Linked DNA regions of Mus musculus: regions 1, 2, 4 and 5 are each linked to region 3. A link is a contact called in public Hi-C, HiChIP or PLAC-seq, Micro-C and promoter capture Hi-C data. All regions are on one chromosome and are shown on one strand. The core of a region is the stretch at or near the end of the contact, and the rest is flanking DNA. Distances in the headings are between cores, read along the strand shown.

Region 1 (2,700 bases), core at 184-2,683, 270 kb before region 3:
TTTTCCAGCTAAGCCTGATGCATGTTCGGGTTGAGCCCTGTACTTTTAGTAAGAACTCTGTAAAGGACATATGCAAAGATCTAGACGTTTATTGACAAAGTCTCATCTGAACTTACACTATTAGGCTACACTAGAGACTATGTAATGCCTTCAAGTGCTCTACACTATAAATGTTATAACTAAGAAAGGCTGGTTATAATTACACTCCACAGAGTCAGGTATATAGGGCTGTAACCTATAATCCCAGCACTTAAGAGGCAGGAAGATCACCCTCAAGTTCAAGGTCAGCCTGGTCTACATAGCGAGTTCCAGATCAGTCAGGACTACCTAGTAAGGCCCTATTCCAAAAACAGAAAGATTCCCTTCCACCTTTGCCTTTCAGTCTTATATATAAGACAATCAGTGGGGCTGTAGCTCAATGCTAGAGACCTCCCTTGCATGTATCAAGCCCTAGGTCCAATCCTCAGGCCGGAAAAACAAGCTATATAGACAATTAGGACAGGAGACAGACCCATGTCTCAGAATTGTCCCAAATGTCGGTGGAAAGGAGTCACACATTTTGCACAGGAGACGGGAAGAGTCTGAAAGCACACACCACCCGGTCTACAAATCTAGCCCTGCCTCTTTACACAGTCATTGACGAAAGACGGACTGTGTGGTAAACGGCTGCTGGTCCACAGGAACCAGCCTGGTCTGCAGGGACTACTCTACAAAGTCTTTGATGAGACATTCAAAATTTTTTCTCTGTGGATCCTGTGGCCTGCAAGGTGGCTTTCCTGGCCATGGTGGGCATGATGGGGTAGACAGGGAATGTTTGATGGGGGAGGCAGGCAGCACAGCCTTGTGCTCTAAGGACAAGCTTTCCCAAGAGGAATGTAACATGAATGCTGTTCTAGTCACACCCAAATCCTGGGCAAAGGTTCCCTGCTGTGAAAACTGCAGCAAATCGTCTCCCAAAGGGCAGCCACCAAGACCGGAGTATCGGAGTATCACTGCTGTCCCTGCTCCAGGGGAACAAGAGGACTTCCTTCTTACTTTCTTCACACCCAGAAATGACACAGCCACATCTCTCTGTCGTGCCTATGGTTCCAGCGACTCTAGAGACCAGCCCTAGAGATCAGAGCCCCTTCAAGGCGTCCCTTCAAGTCTCACAAAGGCAGCTCCTGACTTCACTGGACAGCGAGGACTTTTGACTGCATGCTCTGTGGTTTCCTGTTCATCTCATCCATATGAAAGGTGGTGGCTTATCACAACAGCGTCAAGATGGGAAATACATTTTTATGCAAGCCAAGGCCAAAGCTGAGGAGCTGGGGGTGGGGGGCAGGGCTAAGGAGATGAGGGGGAATGGGAAGTTCAAGGCTGACACACTGCAGGCCAGAGAAGCAGCCTTCGCTCTTTTCCGGCCCTAAGAATAAAAACTCCCTGATAGGGCGGCGTTCTTCTTCCCTATTATGGACATGTGGTTTGGACCTGGAGAACAATTGTTCCCTATAAACAGAGGTGGGCAGCCCTGCTTTCCCTTCCTTTTCCTTTGAGAGTCATACAGGCTGATGTGGCCCTAGACACCCTCCAACTACAGATTACACTCTGTTTGAATTAATAAAACCTTGTTGGGTTTATTGCTGGTTTTAGGGCTCAGTCCCTTATTTGGCTTTGAAAAAGGATACATCTCTGCTGATTCATAGCTCCCCTATTGTACTGGACACATGAAGGATATAAGGACACCCGGAGCCTGGGAACAAGGGGACAAAAGAATCAAATGACAAAGTGAAGGGGTGGAAGCCATTGATGCCACCCTGAGTCTGTCCCTGTGTGCCTAAGCACAAATGCTCATTAAATGACACTTCTGTTGATAAGAAGGGGCTTCTGGGGGCTGGGAGTTTATCCAGGTACACGGTGTTAATGTAGAGAGAGGTCCACGGATGATGGGGGGGGGCTTTGTAGTCACATAAGGATGGGCTAAACTAACCAGCTCTTTGTGTACCCCAAGGATCACTGTCCCCTCTGAACCTCAGCTTCCTTACTTGCAAAGCCAGATGAAGAACACAGAGGAAAGGGGTGGCCAGTGGAACACAGCAGTGCAGGGAGGGGGCCTTTGGGGGAGACTGGCTGGCAAGCCAGCAAGTGACCCCTTAGGGTCACAGCTAACCAGGCAGAGGCACCACGGGTTAGATTCAGTCACTACGGGTAGTACCGGCTTTGTAATCTGATTTCACACTCTATCAGAACACCCTGTTTTCAATAGGTTAATTAATGTTAGTCTGACTCATAGATGAGAGACTACCCTGTCACTGATGCAAATGAGACATTTTGGCCTCTGGAAAACCCTGTGCTCTGAGCACTCTTAGTTGATGGGGAAGCACGGAGGAAATGTGGTTGAGAATCAGTGAGACTAGATGGTGCTAATTAAATGAGATGGTCTATTAGCTGCTTACGTCACAGTTCTCTTCCCTATACATCACACCAAACAACTTTCCTTTCCTGTTGTTGAGTGTCCGTTCATTCACTTTCCCCTTCTATGCATACTTCTTAACAATGCTCAAATTTTTAATCTAGAATCGTGGGCACACTCACTGACCCATAGGTATCTATGAGACAAGTGCCACTTGCAAGTTCTGTTCTTCTCTAGCTATAATAATAATAATAATAATAATAATAATAATAATAATAAAAGATACTTATCCCATACCCCAGACAAAC
Region 2 (2,802 bases), core at 21-2,520, 340 kb after region 3:
CACCTCAGTACTCTGTCCCATTGTCTGGTTCTTCCTAATTCTCAGAAGGGGCAGGCGTGTTACTTAAGGATAAGACAAGGGTGAAGGCCCTGAGGCACTGATAAAAATGATGCTGGGGGCGGAGAACCCGGGGAGAGGGGAGGGAGGAGGCTGAACTGGTTTTCCTATTGGCTGGGAGGTCCGGAAGGGAAGGGCTGGACGGTAGGGTCAGGGTGGGGCACTCCTGGAGGGTGTGTCCCAAATGGCTGGGTGGGAAGGTAGCTATTCATCTACCTCACTGTAGCAGAATACAAGAAAGCAGATAGTATGTATGTAGTTTCCAATTCTAGGAAGACTGGTAGGAAGGTCCATTGAGTTCAGGAACTTAAGTCTAGCCTGGGCAACAAAGCAAGAGATTCTGGCCAGAAAAAAAAAATCGTTCCACTTTAACTGTTTGGTTCGTCCATTAATGGAATAAATACACGTTAGAATCTTGTGTAAAATAACGTTTCGGTGGCGTTGGGAAACTGCTTATGATTGGTATACTATAGAAATGTATGTACTACACGCCTATAATCCCATCCCTCAAGAGGATGAGGCAGGAAGGTCACTAGTTCAAGAACAGCCTGGGCTACATAGTGAAACACTTTCCAAAAGTCAAACCCAACTTGTGGCTGTTCCTGAGCCCTCTGGTGCGTCTGGACATGTTTCGAGAAATCTTTCTGGGAATAAACAATACAATTCTAATGGAAGAGAGGAGATGTCACTGGTGATTCGGGACAGCTCCTGAAAAGCTTCGATGCTGGGTCTCTTTGTATACTCTAAAACCACAAGGTGGGGTGGACAAACAAGCAGTCATTTCTCACTGTCTCAGCTGTTTCTCCAGGTCGCCCTGTTCCGGGTAGCAAGAGAAGTCATGCTTGGCCAACAGGCCGTGCAAGCAGTGCTTTAAGGAAATCACTAAATAAATCAACAAATCATGATCTAGTAATTCGTCTTTTCTACCTAGTTCTACTTCGGAAGGAGCATGCCGAAGCTGGCTAGCTGTAGCCTGGTGTCCATGAGGGGTACATCTCTAATAGGCGTTTTGGAGATCTCACTCCTGAACCAGAGTTAGAAACCAACTCTTCTAACCAGGAATTACCAGTGTCCCAGGCAGGGCCAAGCAGACCCGCACCAGCGGAGCTAACAGGTTCCACCCGCTGCGCGATCAGGAGGCGGGCGCACGGCCTGACGGCGATGCCGATTGGTCCGCCCCAGACCCGAGCCTCGGATTGGTTGCCTTGGACACGTGGCCAACCGGAGGCTGCGTATTTGGCGGTGGATGCTCTGGGATACTTGGGGCCTCTCTAGCAGTTCATCTGGTGCATCCCGGTTTGAAAGCTGTTCCGAGCAATTCGGGTCCATCTTTTTCCACGCGCGGACACTGACCCCGGGATCCCCAGAGTCCCCGGATCGGCGCTCGCCGGGATCCTGCGGCCATGAGCGTGGGTTTCATCGGCGCAGGCCAGCTGGCCTGTGCTCTGGCGCGGGGCTTCACGGCCGCGGGTGAGCGCGTGGTCAGCCTTCCCTCTCACCAGAGTGAACGAGTGAGTGAGTGGGTGGGTGGGCGATGAGTGAATGTGAATGGATGGTAGATTTGCATCCATCTGCTGGGAGCATAGCGTCGGAGGCCGGCACTGCTAGAGCTGCTGTTGGCTTCCATTGATGGACTGCATGATTGGGCCATGATCTACAGTTGAAAAACTTTGTTTTCTGTAGGCGTCCTGTCGGCTCACAAGATAATAGCCAGCTCCCCGGATATGGACCTGCCCACGGTGTCTGCGCTCAGGGTAGGCTAGGAGGGATGGAGGGAAGTGGGCAAGAGGAAGAGGCCCAGGAAAAGCGTGTCCGGAGATGCCCTGAGTCTGGCAGGCTCCGACTCTCCTTTAGGGAAGTCATCATTGTAAGCCCTGCACCTTCTCTGAGGCAGCCTTGTGTGGTGGGAGCTCCCAGGCAAAGTTAGTGTCGGATCCTACTGGGGTGAAAGTAGGCATATAAGAAAGGTTCTTTTTGGGCTGGTGAGATGGCTCAGCGGGTAAGAGCACAGACTGTTCTTCCGAAGGTCCTGAGTTCAATCCAGCAACCATATGGTGGCTCACAGCCATCCCTTAACAAAATCTGATGCCCTTTTCTGGAGTGTCTGAAGACAGCTACAGTGTACTTACATATAATAAATAAATAATTCTTTAAAAAAAAAGGTTCTTTTTGTTAGTCTGCTTTGAATTTCACTGCATAGCCCGTGTTGGCTTCTAAGTCTGGAAAATTCTGCTTACCGATGTTGTAAATGACAGCGTTGCTAGGGGACTTGGTGAGTTACGTAGTTTCTTTATTCAATAAAGCTTAATGTCCCAAGTCTTCTAACATCTGGCCAATGTGGGACAGGTGAGCAGATGAAGCACTGTGGATACTGTTTGTGCCTAGTATAGGCTTATGTCCCCAACGCTGTAGGACCCCAGCTATGCACCTCAGAGCCCTAGAGGGGGCCCCGTGGAGACTTGTTACTCCGGTAAACAGCTGTGAGGTTGGGAGTGGGCTTTGCAGCTCTGCTTCCAGACTCTGGGTGCTCAGCTCTTTCCATCAGTTCTCTCTCACCTGGCAGAGAGGTTCGAGATTGCTGGGGTTGAGGGGACAGCCACTTTCCTGGCCATGGTGGAGCAGCTTACCATTTTGTACCTATTTGTCCGGTGGCAGGAAAGGAAAGCTGCCATTTGGGGATAGTCACGGAGCCCTGAAGGCACAGAACAGAGTGTTGGCTACAGTTGACAGAGAGGGTCTGCTATT
Region 3 (2,700 bases), core at 112-2,611:
TACTCTTTCAGAGGACTTGGGTTCGAGTCCCAGTTCCTGCATGGCAGCTCACAACCATCTGTAACTTCCTCCAGTCAGGAGATATGAAAACGTCTTCTGGACTCAGCAAACACCAAACACACATGATATATAAATATTTATACAGGCAAAACATGCCTGCAATTCACACATTGTAATTTGGTCTGGGAGATTTTCTGTTTTTTAAGTCTGAGATAGGCTAGCCTGCCTGGTTTAGACCCTCTGCAGCAAAGGAGAATTTGCTGGGGTGGTTACCCACGGGATCAGTTACAAGGCAAAGTGGAAGGACCCCACTCCCTGGACTAGGTTAGGGAACAGCCATGTGTCCTGTCTCTCTCTGCCACGAGAGGGTCTCAACAAGGGAGGGCAGGGTTAGAAAAAGAGCAGCAACAGAGGAAGCACAAAGCAGATACCTAGAGCCAGTTCATACCTGCTCAATCAGGAATGATTCATAGACAAGTAGGCCACAGCTCACCAGCCAGTTTGCTGCCAGACATGCAGTTTACCCACACTTTAGGACACAGGCAAGTGGATCTCTGTGAGTTTGAAGCCGACTTCATCTTCATGGCCAGCCAGGGCTTTATAGTGAGACCCTGCATCACGCTCATATAATTATTAAAAAAAAAAAAAGACCAATAATGTTAAAGATTGTAGTGCTACATTAAATAACAAGATCTAACAGTAGCAAGTTTAACAATACCTATAACTTTAATTGTCGATAACCTAAAATATTTTGGGATCTCCCCAGGAAAATATCTGTTGCCGGAGATGGTGTCACACGCCCTTAATCCCAAGCACTCAGGAGGCAAAGGCACATGGATCCCTGTGAGTTCAAGGCCAGCCTGATCTACAGAACAAGTTTCAGGGCAGCCAGGGCAACACTGAGACACCCTGTCCTGTGTTAGCGCGGAGATGGGGGATGAGAACACACGACATCTGTTGTAACTACTACCAACTGTCACGGGTTCTGCTCATTCTCTTGGAATTTATAGTTATGCATTTAAGTTTACTAAGAATGAAAAATCAGGCTTTAGTTGGTTTTCTGTGTCAGCAATGTGGAGGCTGCAAAGCAGAATACTACACTTAGGGTCAGCAGGGTTCGCTCTAGACATACCTAGAAAAAAATGCAAGTGGGTGAGGTGGAATTATTTGGGCGAACAAAAAGCCTTTCTGGGACAAACCGACAAAAGGGGTGGCGCCTGTCAGATTCCCCGGGTCCCCGCCCTGGCCCCTTCCCAGAGGCAGAGACCAGCGTGCACAGGCGCAGTCGCGCTGGGACCCAACCTCCCAAGGACACGTGCTGAAGCCCCGCCCTATGAGCTGAGGCCCCGCCCTCCGCGCGCGAGCTTGGGGGGGCGGTCCCGCCGCTAGGCATCAGTAATCTATCCTGAGCGGAGGCGGCTCTGCACGCTTGCGGGGGAAACCGACACGTTAGCGGAGCGCACCAGCGGCGGCGTCGGGCTGCCGCTGCAGCACGAGAAGGAGGATGGCGGAGGCCTCGGAGAGGCTTTATCGAGTGGAGTACGCGAAGAGCGGGCGCGCCTCTTGCAAGAAATGCAGCGAGAGTATTCCCAAGGACTCCCTCCGCATGGCCATCATGGTGCAGGTGCGACGGGGCCGGGCCGGAGGCGCAGGGCGACGCGGCCTGGGCGGCTGTGTGGGCTCGGGGCCGCCTCACTCCGCCCTGCGGCTCAGCCGGACCGGGAGAGAAGGGCGGGAAAGACCCGCGGCGCTGCCGCGGAGGTCCTTGAGGCCCATTGGGCCGACCCCTTCCGGGACATTGCGCTTACCCTGCAAGAAAAGCCCGGGAAGTAAGAGCATCTGGCGTAAGTGCCTCTGGCTTTGTAAAGACAAGGGGCCTGCCTCTTCGCTGGGTCTGGATGGTCGCAGAGTTTTTGTTTATTTCACTGCCTTCTCGGCGTCGGGGTGGAGGGTGTGCGCGCGGTCTTTAAAGCTGCTCTGATTTGGGCCTATCTTGTCCCGGAAGATTATTGTCCTCCATGAATACAGAAGATTTTTTTTTCCCCTTAAGCCTATTTTTGATGATCCTTTCAACATCCGCTCACTCTCGGTATTTCTATTTTAGTTATGCAAAGCAGTGCCATTTCTTTACAGTGCATTCGCTTTGGGCCTGATTTCTACTTGGAAATAACATTTTCTCCAAACTTCCCGAGGTCTCGGCGCTTTCTGCAGCTATCTGGTCTCTTCACTGACGCTTCCGAGATGGTCAGGAGGTGGTGGGATGACGGGTCCTGGCGTTCCAGTGGCTCCTGCCTCCTAGGCTTCTGGTTTTGCAGATTCCTTCCCGTCTTTGCTAGTGTGGTTCTCACCTGCCCTGTTCCCACCTCCCCCAAACACTCAGTTACCCAAGCTCACGCTGCTAATGGTCGAGGCAATTGATTTCCCTTGCTGTCCAGCTGCAGTAATGTGTTTTAGAAGAGGCAGGCTAGCCCTCAATGGGGCTTCAGTTCTTAAGGGGGGGAGGGAAGGGGGAAAAGACATTCACCCAGTGGGTACCAAGATACCACACTGCTTCTATTATTTCTCCTTATGGGAAGAACTGAAGCTGTCATCTTGGTGCCCTCGGAGAGACTGCCTAGCTCAGCATTCTTGCTTGACACAGTTCTCATACATTCTATACATATTTATTAAGAAGCAGCTAGGCACGGTGTTAGTGTCTAT
Region 4 (2,700 bases), core at 194-2,693, 370 kb before region 3:
ATGCCTTCCACCATTTGTTTACAGCAGTGACTGTAACACTGTCTTAAACTTCCCAACTACTTGTGGGCAAGTTGCACAGAGGTCCTGGCAGCATGGGGTGACCCTGTCTAGAGTCCTGCCTGCATAGTTCTCAACCAAATTTGCTCTTGGGGGTATTTTGCAATGTCAGGGGACATTTTCAGTTGTCACAATTGGTGGGATTGGGTGGCCGTGGGGGTGTCACTATTTGTCTAGTAGTACAAGCCAGGGATTCAGCTACACACCCTGCATAAGATAAGCAGGCACAGTAAACAAGATTAGGTCCAACATGTTAATAGTCTGGAGTTGGGAAGTTCTGTCTCAGGTGGTTCATTAGCTCAGAGAATGCACAGATTGCCTGCCTCGCTTTTGCTTTGTGTCACCTGGTCCACAAGTGGTCACAATTCAGCTGTCTTCATTATTCACAAGGCTAAATATAGCATCCAAAGCTACCCTCGGAGTCGTACAGACACTGCTCTTGTAAGCCAACAAACCCCTCTAGCCTCTTCTCAGAAGTGCCTTCCTCACTCCAAATGTTTCCCAACAACCTCCCTGCCAGCATGGCCGCCAGCCACAGCACAACTGGATGTCTGTCATGATCACTAGTCCAAATCCTCCGGCAAGAAGGTTGGCCTGACACACCCCAGCTCCAGAGTCCCGTTCCACAGACACCAAGTCCAAGTGAGCCTAAATCAATTTTCTACAGTGCTGCAAGCCCAACCCAGATTGGATGTCTGCACACAGCCTCTGCCCCTTCAGGCTGCCTAGCCAATGAAGGGTCCCAGAACCCAGACCCGCCCCTACAGCGTTCTCCCTCTGTCCCCTCACACTCTGAAGGTGGCTTGGTTGAGTTATGTGACAGCTTCTGTGCAAGAGAGTGCAGGAGCTGTCAAAACTGGTAGTGTGGCCATCAGTGTCTGGGAAAAACAAGAGGACGGACCAAAAAGAAACGAAGAAAAAGGAACAAGGAAGGGACTTCTTCCCAGACTTCACCCCAGCCGTGAAACCCAACAGCTGGCTCGGGCTTAGAAGTTGTAGTTCTGACACAAACTGCAGCCAGAGCACACAGTTCGAGGGTCTGAGAGTTCAGAACATTATTGGGAGAAAGGCAGCCACGTGCGTGGACGACGCAGAGGCCACAAGCAACCCTCTGCTCGCTGAGCCAGACCCGGGTCGGGAAAGGGCTGCACCGTACGCAGGCCGCACTGTCACTTGAAAGTATAAGAAGGGACCCCGGGGTGCTGAGGTTAGCAGCGGGCCGGCAGGCGACAGCCTTACCGGGCTGCAGGAAGGTAGCTCCTCCGTCCGCAACGCAACGCCTCCGCGCGCTCGCCCCGCTGCGAGCGCTCCGCACACTCTCCGCTTCTGTTTACCTTCTAGCCCGGGTGCGCACGCCGCGCTCCGCTTGCCCCGCCTCCGAGCCCTCCCATTGGCTGAGCCGCTGTTTGTTAGCTGCCCCGATGCCACAGGACGCAGTGGGAGCGTGCTTACCGCGTGCGCAGCTCACAGCCAATAGGGACTGAGGGTGGAATAAAAGCAACCAATGAGAGGCCGCCCTTGAAGGCCGCGGTCCCTAATCTGCCTGTTAGCTGTCTTTTCTCCCGGGCAGGGAAAAAAGCCTGCAGTTGTTCTGCGCCTGCGTTCTGAAGATTGACAAGCGTTCACCTGGCAGCCACGTGAGGGTCGCCTGGGTACCGACGCTAGCTCAGCTTCCTAGGGGTCGGGCCGGGAAGACCTCAGAAGTTTTGATGGGACCACAGAGGAACCCCCCAGGCCCCCGCCCCAGGACCTAGACTAGGCCCGGGTTGGTTTTTTGGTTTGGTTTGGTTTGGTTTGGTTTTTTGCCATGTGATGAGGCTTCTGCCTGGGTTCCTCCAAAAGCACTTGGCCTAGGGAAGTGTTATGGCGCTGACACCAAAGTTCTATACCCTTCAGCTCTGTATTTAGACTAATTGTGCTTGCTTATTATGAGCGCCAATAAAAAAACAATCCTTTTCCAAGGTGAAAAACAGCCCTGAGGAGTGCACTCAACACACACAACATTGACCCACAACATCCCTAAGGGACTGCTGACCCAGAAAAGATAGGGTTGCGACAGGTCCATGCCACCTTTGTACCAAATGGGAGAAAATACCTAGCCTTGGGGCCTTTCCAAGATGCTTCCGTGCCAGCTCAGCCCTTTCGCCCAGCAATGCTAGGCCAGCTTCCCTCTAACGAACCTAAGACAATCGCTCGCTTCTCCCATGGTTTATTTTCCGTTTTTCGACAGATTGATATGATTTGGACCATGTTTCAAACAAAACAAAACAAAAACTCTGAAAGTATTCTCTATGCTTACTGTCTCCACTTCTTTTTCCATCCTTCTCCACAAAATCAATCTAATAAGGCTTCGATAGTTCGGATCTTGAATATTTTTTCCTCAAAGACCACTTTGGTCCCAAAGGGAAGTAGGCATAGGGAGGCTGTCAAACATTTAGGAAGTATGGCCTGATGAAAGAAAGTCACATCACTGAGGTTGTGACTTTATAGGGAATATTAGGACCTGGGAGCCTTCTCTGCTCCCATGAGAAGCCAACAGCTACCATGAGGTGAGCAGCTCTGCCCACTACACCATCCTACCATGACTTGCTGCTTCATGAGAGACCCCAAAGTCACAGCCCAATGGACCAAGGCCTAAATAAA
Region 5 (2,700 bases), core at 94-2,593, 280 kb before region 3:
AATAAACCAAATACACAACACCCCAACATGTTTAACAAAAAGGGGGGATCCACACCCTCACTTCTACATGCAGATGACCCTGGGCTTGATCCTTAACGCAGTAATATTTATAAAAATAAAGAAATGGTGATCATGTGATAGTAATAATAATAAATATTGTAGAGCCAGGTGAAACTAGTACTCTTATACATTGAAGGTGACATTATAAAATGACATAAATACTTTGGGGAGTAATTTGGCATGTATCATAAATTCTTATCATCTTTGACCTATTTTTTTTAACTTTGAAATTTCAAGCATCAGGAAAAGATACTGTGTGACTGTAATATTTACTGAGGATACACTAATAGTGAACAAAGAAGAAGAAGAAGAGGAGGAGGGGGGAGGGGGAGGGGGAAGAGGGGGAGGGGAGGAGGAGGGGGGAGGGGGAGGGGGAAGAGGGGGAGGGGAGGAGGAGGGGGGGAGGAGGGGGAGGGGGAGGGGGAGGGGGAAGGGGAGGAAAAGGTAATAATGGACAGGCAGTGGTGGTGCACACCTTTAATCCCAGTACTTGGGAGGCAGAGGCAGGTGAATCTCTGTGAGTTTGGGGCCAGCCTGGTCTACATAGTGAGTTCCAACACAGTCAAGTTATAGAGTGAGAACATGTCTCAAAACAAACAAACAATGAAATAAACATTTAAAACAAGACAAAGAACAGAGTAGGGAAGTGGCCACATAGAATTGCCTGCTCCGGTCACATGCCCTGTGGTCCATCACCTACTGTGACTTTTGCCCCAGGTAACTTTCTAGGTTCCAGACTGTTCTATCCCCAGGCCCCAGTACAGTGGCCAGATTGGTCCTGGTGGGAGCTGAAGGACTGGAGGATGATCCTGTCCCTAGTCTTTGACAGGATTCAGGTCAGGCTGAGGGAAGAGGTCAAGCTTCGTCCTCTGAGGAAGAAACTGTGGTGGCCCTTGGCACTGACTGGAGTCTCTGAGATGCCCTGGCAAGGTGAGGAGGGAAAAGTCCTGTTTTTACCTTAAGGTGAGGGATCCACACAGGGATGACCTTTGTGGCCATGCTGGCCTCTCTGACAGCGCACAGTGAGCCTAGGATGCCCTAGTAGAGAGCAGGACAGCGGAGGGGGAGAGGACTCCCCTGTTGCTGACCTTGTCCCACTCAGCATTTCCCCTAGCATCTGCCTTGTATGGGTTTTCTCTTAAAAGCACCTGAAATCACAAGCCAAGCGGCTCAAGGTCATATCCAGTCCCCGTTCAGCTGCTTCGTGAGCGATTCAAATGAGGGGTGTTCAGCGCAGGGCACAGTCAGGCAGCTGCCTCGTTACCAAGCAATTTCTGTGACTGCGCTAAAACCAAAGCCGGCTTGGAATGCAGGCAGTCCCCAGCGGTTAACTGGAGATCAGCAGTCTTCACAGAGGGGCGTTTTGTGGAGTCAAATGACCTTCTAGATTTTCCATTTGTGTAAGCAGGAGCAAGTCCAGCCACCTCCCTAACTGCCTTTGTTAGCACTGCCTCAGGACCCCTTGGGACTGCTCTAGCCAAGGCCCTTCAGAAACGACCTGACAATGAGGTCAAGGGTCCAGAGGCAACTCCAGAGAGCAGCACTTCACTGTACCACAGAAAATCAGACATCCCAGAATGGTTTCACGCTTCTTCTGGGACTCCCCCAGAGAGGCTGCTGTGCCCAAGTAAAACAACACCAGGGTGCCTCGCTGGACCTGGTCCAGGGTAAAGTTGCATTCCTGGGTGCCAGCAGCCCTGCCACCCTGGTCTCCCTGCACACAAGGCCATGATGAGCAGTTCTCAGCTGTCCCAGGGCTGGGGCTGTGCTAGCAAGACTCCACCTTCTGATTCCTCCTCACCTCTGTCAGCTGCTAACAGCCCCCACACCTCAGGTGGACACACACCTGCAGCCATCTGCCAGGCATGATATGAAGAGTGGGCACTTGAACCAAAGTTCTAAGCGAGTCTCAGGTCAGTATGTCTGCCAGCACCCAACCCCTGTAAGAATCCTAAATACTTGGGGTGTTATCTTCCCAGGTCCTGTCCTCATCTTACTCAGACACCCACCACAGGGCAACTCCATGGAGGCTTCTTAGAAGCCCATCACTATTAGGGTTACTATTCTGCTGATGGGGATCTAACCCATGGTTCCTCCAACAGGGTCTGGACTGGGTGAGGTGCCCTGACAAAGGAATCTTGACTATCGATCAGAGTTTTGGCCTTAGAAGAGTGGACAGGATTCCTCCCAATTTATTCTGAACAGAGAAAGATAAGCACAAGAGAGTGTTGTTGAGAGACTTGGACTTATGAGAAAGAAAAGGGCCAGGCAGTGGTGGTGCACACCTTTAATCCCACCATGTGGGAGGCAGAGGCAGGTAGGACTCTGTGAGTTTGAGGCCAGCCTGGTCTACAGAGAGAGTTCCAGGACAGAGCTCCATGGTGAGAAAAGAAAGAGAAAAGGCAATGGCTGTGTGACACGGGGCTTAGATCCCAGTTCCTTGAGAGACTGGAGCAGGAGGATCATAAGTCCAAGGTTAGCCTCAGGAGCAGCTCTGTGTAGTGAGATTCTATCTTAAAAAATAAAAGAGGGCTGGAGAGATGGCTCAGTGGTCAACAACACCGGCTGCTCTTCCAGAGGATACATGTTTGGCCAAAGGGTACAGGTTTGATTCCCAGCATCCACACGGCAGCTCATAAA

What was found. Promoter capture Hi-C pulls out the DNA fragments that hold promoters and counts their contacts. A called contact is a pair of places that touch in the nucleus more often than the background predicts. HiChIP or PLAC-seq counts read pairs in DNA pulled down with a chosen protein or histone mark.
Region 1: a contact with region 3 is called in an H3K4me3 HiChIP or PLAC-seq map of bone marrow-derived macrophages, with 2.4 times the contacts expected there. The contact joins the enhancer-like site here to the promoter of Parp1 in region 3. A contact is called at or near these places in 1 of 39 promoter capture datasets (neural stem cells), 3 of 484 Hi-C or Micro-C datasets (embryonic stem cells and nephron progenitors) and 3 of 115 datasets of contacts at active chromatin or transcription factors (bone marrow-derived macrophages, embryonic stem cells and microglia).
Region 2: a contact with region 3 is called in a promoter capture Hi-C map of liver, with 2.6 times the contacts expected there. The contact joins the promoter of Pycr2 here to the promoter of Parp1 in region 3. A contact is called at or near these places in 2 of 39 promoter capture datasets (liver and pre-B cells) and 1 of 115 datasets of contacts at active chromatin or transcription factors (memory CD8 T cells).
Region 4: a Micro-C map of embryonic stem cells shows a contact between it and region 3, with 3 times the contacts expected there. The contact joins the promoter of Coq8a here to the promoter of Parp1 in region 3. A contact is called at or near these places in 10 of 39 promoter capture datasets (the 3T3-L1 cell line, the SN4741 cell line, cranial neural crest and 5 more), 3 of 484 Hi-C or Micro-C datasets (cerebellar granule neurons and embryonic stem cells), 1 of 115 datasets of contacts at active chromatin or transcription factors (memory CD8 T cells) and 3 of 9 other capture datasets (adipose tissue, liver and macrophages).
Region 5: a contact with region 3 is called in a Hi-C map of myocytes, with 1.8 times the contacts expected there. The contact joins the enhancer-like site here to the promoter of Parp1 in region 3. A contact is called at or near these places in 1 of 39 promoter capture datasets (neural stem cells), 14 of 484 Hi-C or Micro-C datasets (the AML12 cell line, B cells, the G1E-ER4 cell line and 11 more), 6 of 115 datasets of contacts at active chromatin or transcription factors (bone marrow-derived dendritic cells, embryonic hindbrain, embryonic stem cells and 1 more) and 4 of 9 other capture datasets (adipose tissue, embryonic stem cells, liver and 1 more).

Annotation. Positions count from the first base shown.
Region 1 is chr1:180,301,523-180,304,222 of GRCm38.p6, forward strand. Gm39713 (a long non-coding RNA gene) reads right to left here. Exons shown (of 4, transcript XR_865777.2): 4 at 1,680-1,732. Among named protein-coding and RNA genes, the nearest start is that of Gm39713, 6.2 kb to the right of the region's middle. Within about 2 kb of position 1,434, at least 74 of the 459 cell types and tissues checked have an H3K27ac peak or open chromatin away from gene starts, as enhancers often do. A contact at or near this core is called in bone marrow-derived macrophages and microglia, where this site is marked.
Region 2 is chr1:180,903,004-180,905,805 of GRCm38.p6, forward strand. It overlaps Pycr2 (pyrroline-5-carboxylate reductase family, member 2), which reads left to right and starts at 1,271. Exons shown (of 7, transcript NM_133705.2): 1 at 1,271-1,527; 2 at 1,741-1,811. The coding sequence starts at 1,461.
Region 3 is chr1:180,567,530-180,570,229 of GRCm38.p6, forward strand. It overlaps Parp1 (poly (ADP-ribose) polymerase family, member 1), which reads left to right and starts at 1,362. Exons shown (of 23, transcript NM_007415.3): 1 at 1,362-1,624. The coding sequence starts at 1,505. Gm31986 (a long non-coding RNA gene) reads right to left here and starts at 1,370. Exons shown (of 4, transcript XR_001779573.2): 1 at 449-1,370.
Region 4 is chr1:180,194,577-180,197,276 of GRCm38.p6, forward strand. It overlaps Coq8a (coenzyme Q8A), which reads right to left and starts at 1,444. Exons shown (of 15, transcript NM_023341.3): 1 at 1,297-1,444.
Region 5 is chr1:180,282,913-180,285,612 of GRCm38.p6, forward strand. No RefSeq gene overlaps it. Among named protein-coding and RNA genes, the nearest start is that of Gm39713, 25 kb to the right of the region's middle. Within about 2 kb of position 1,344, at least 76 of the 459 cell types and tissues checked have an H3K27ac peak or open chromatin away from gene starts, as enhancers often do. A contact at or near this core is called in embryonic limb bud, myocytes, neural stem cells and 2 more, where this site is marked.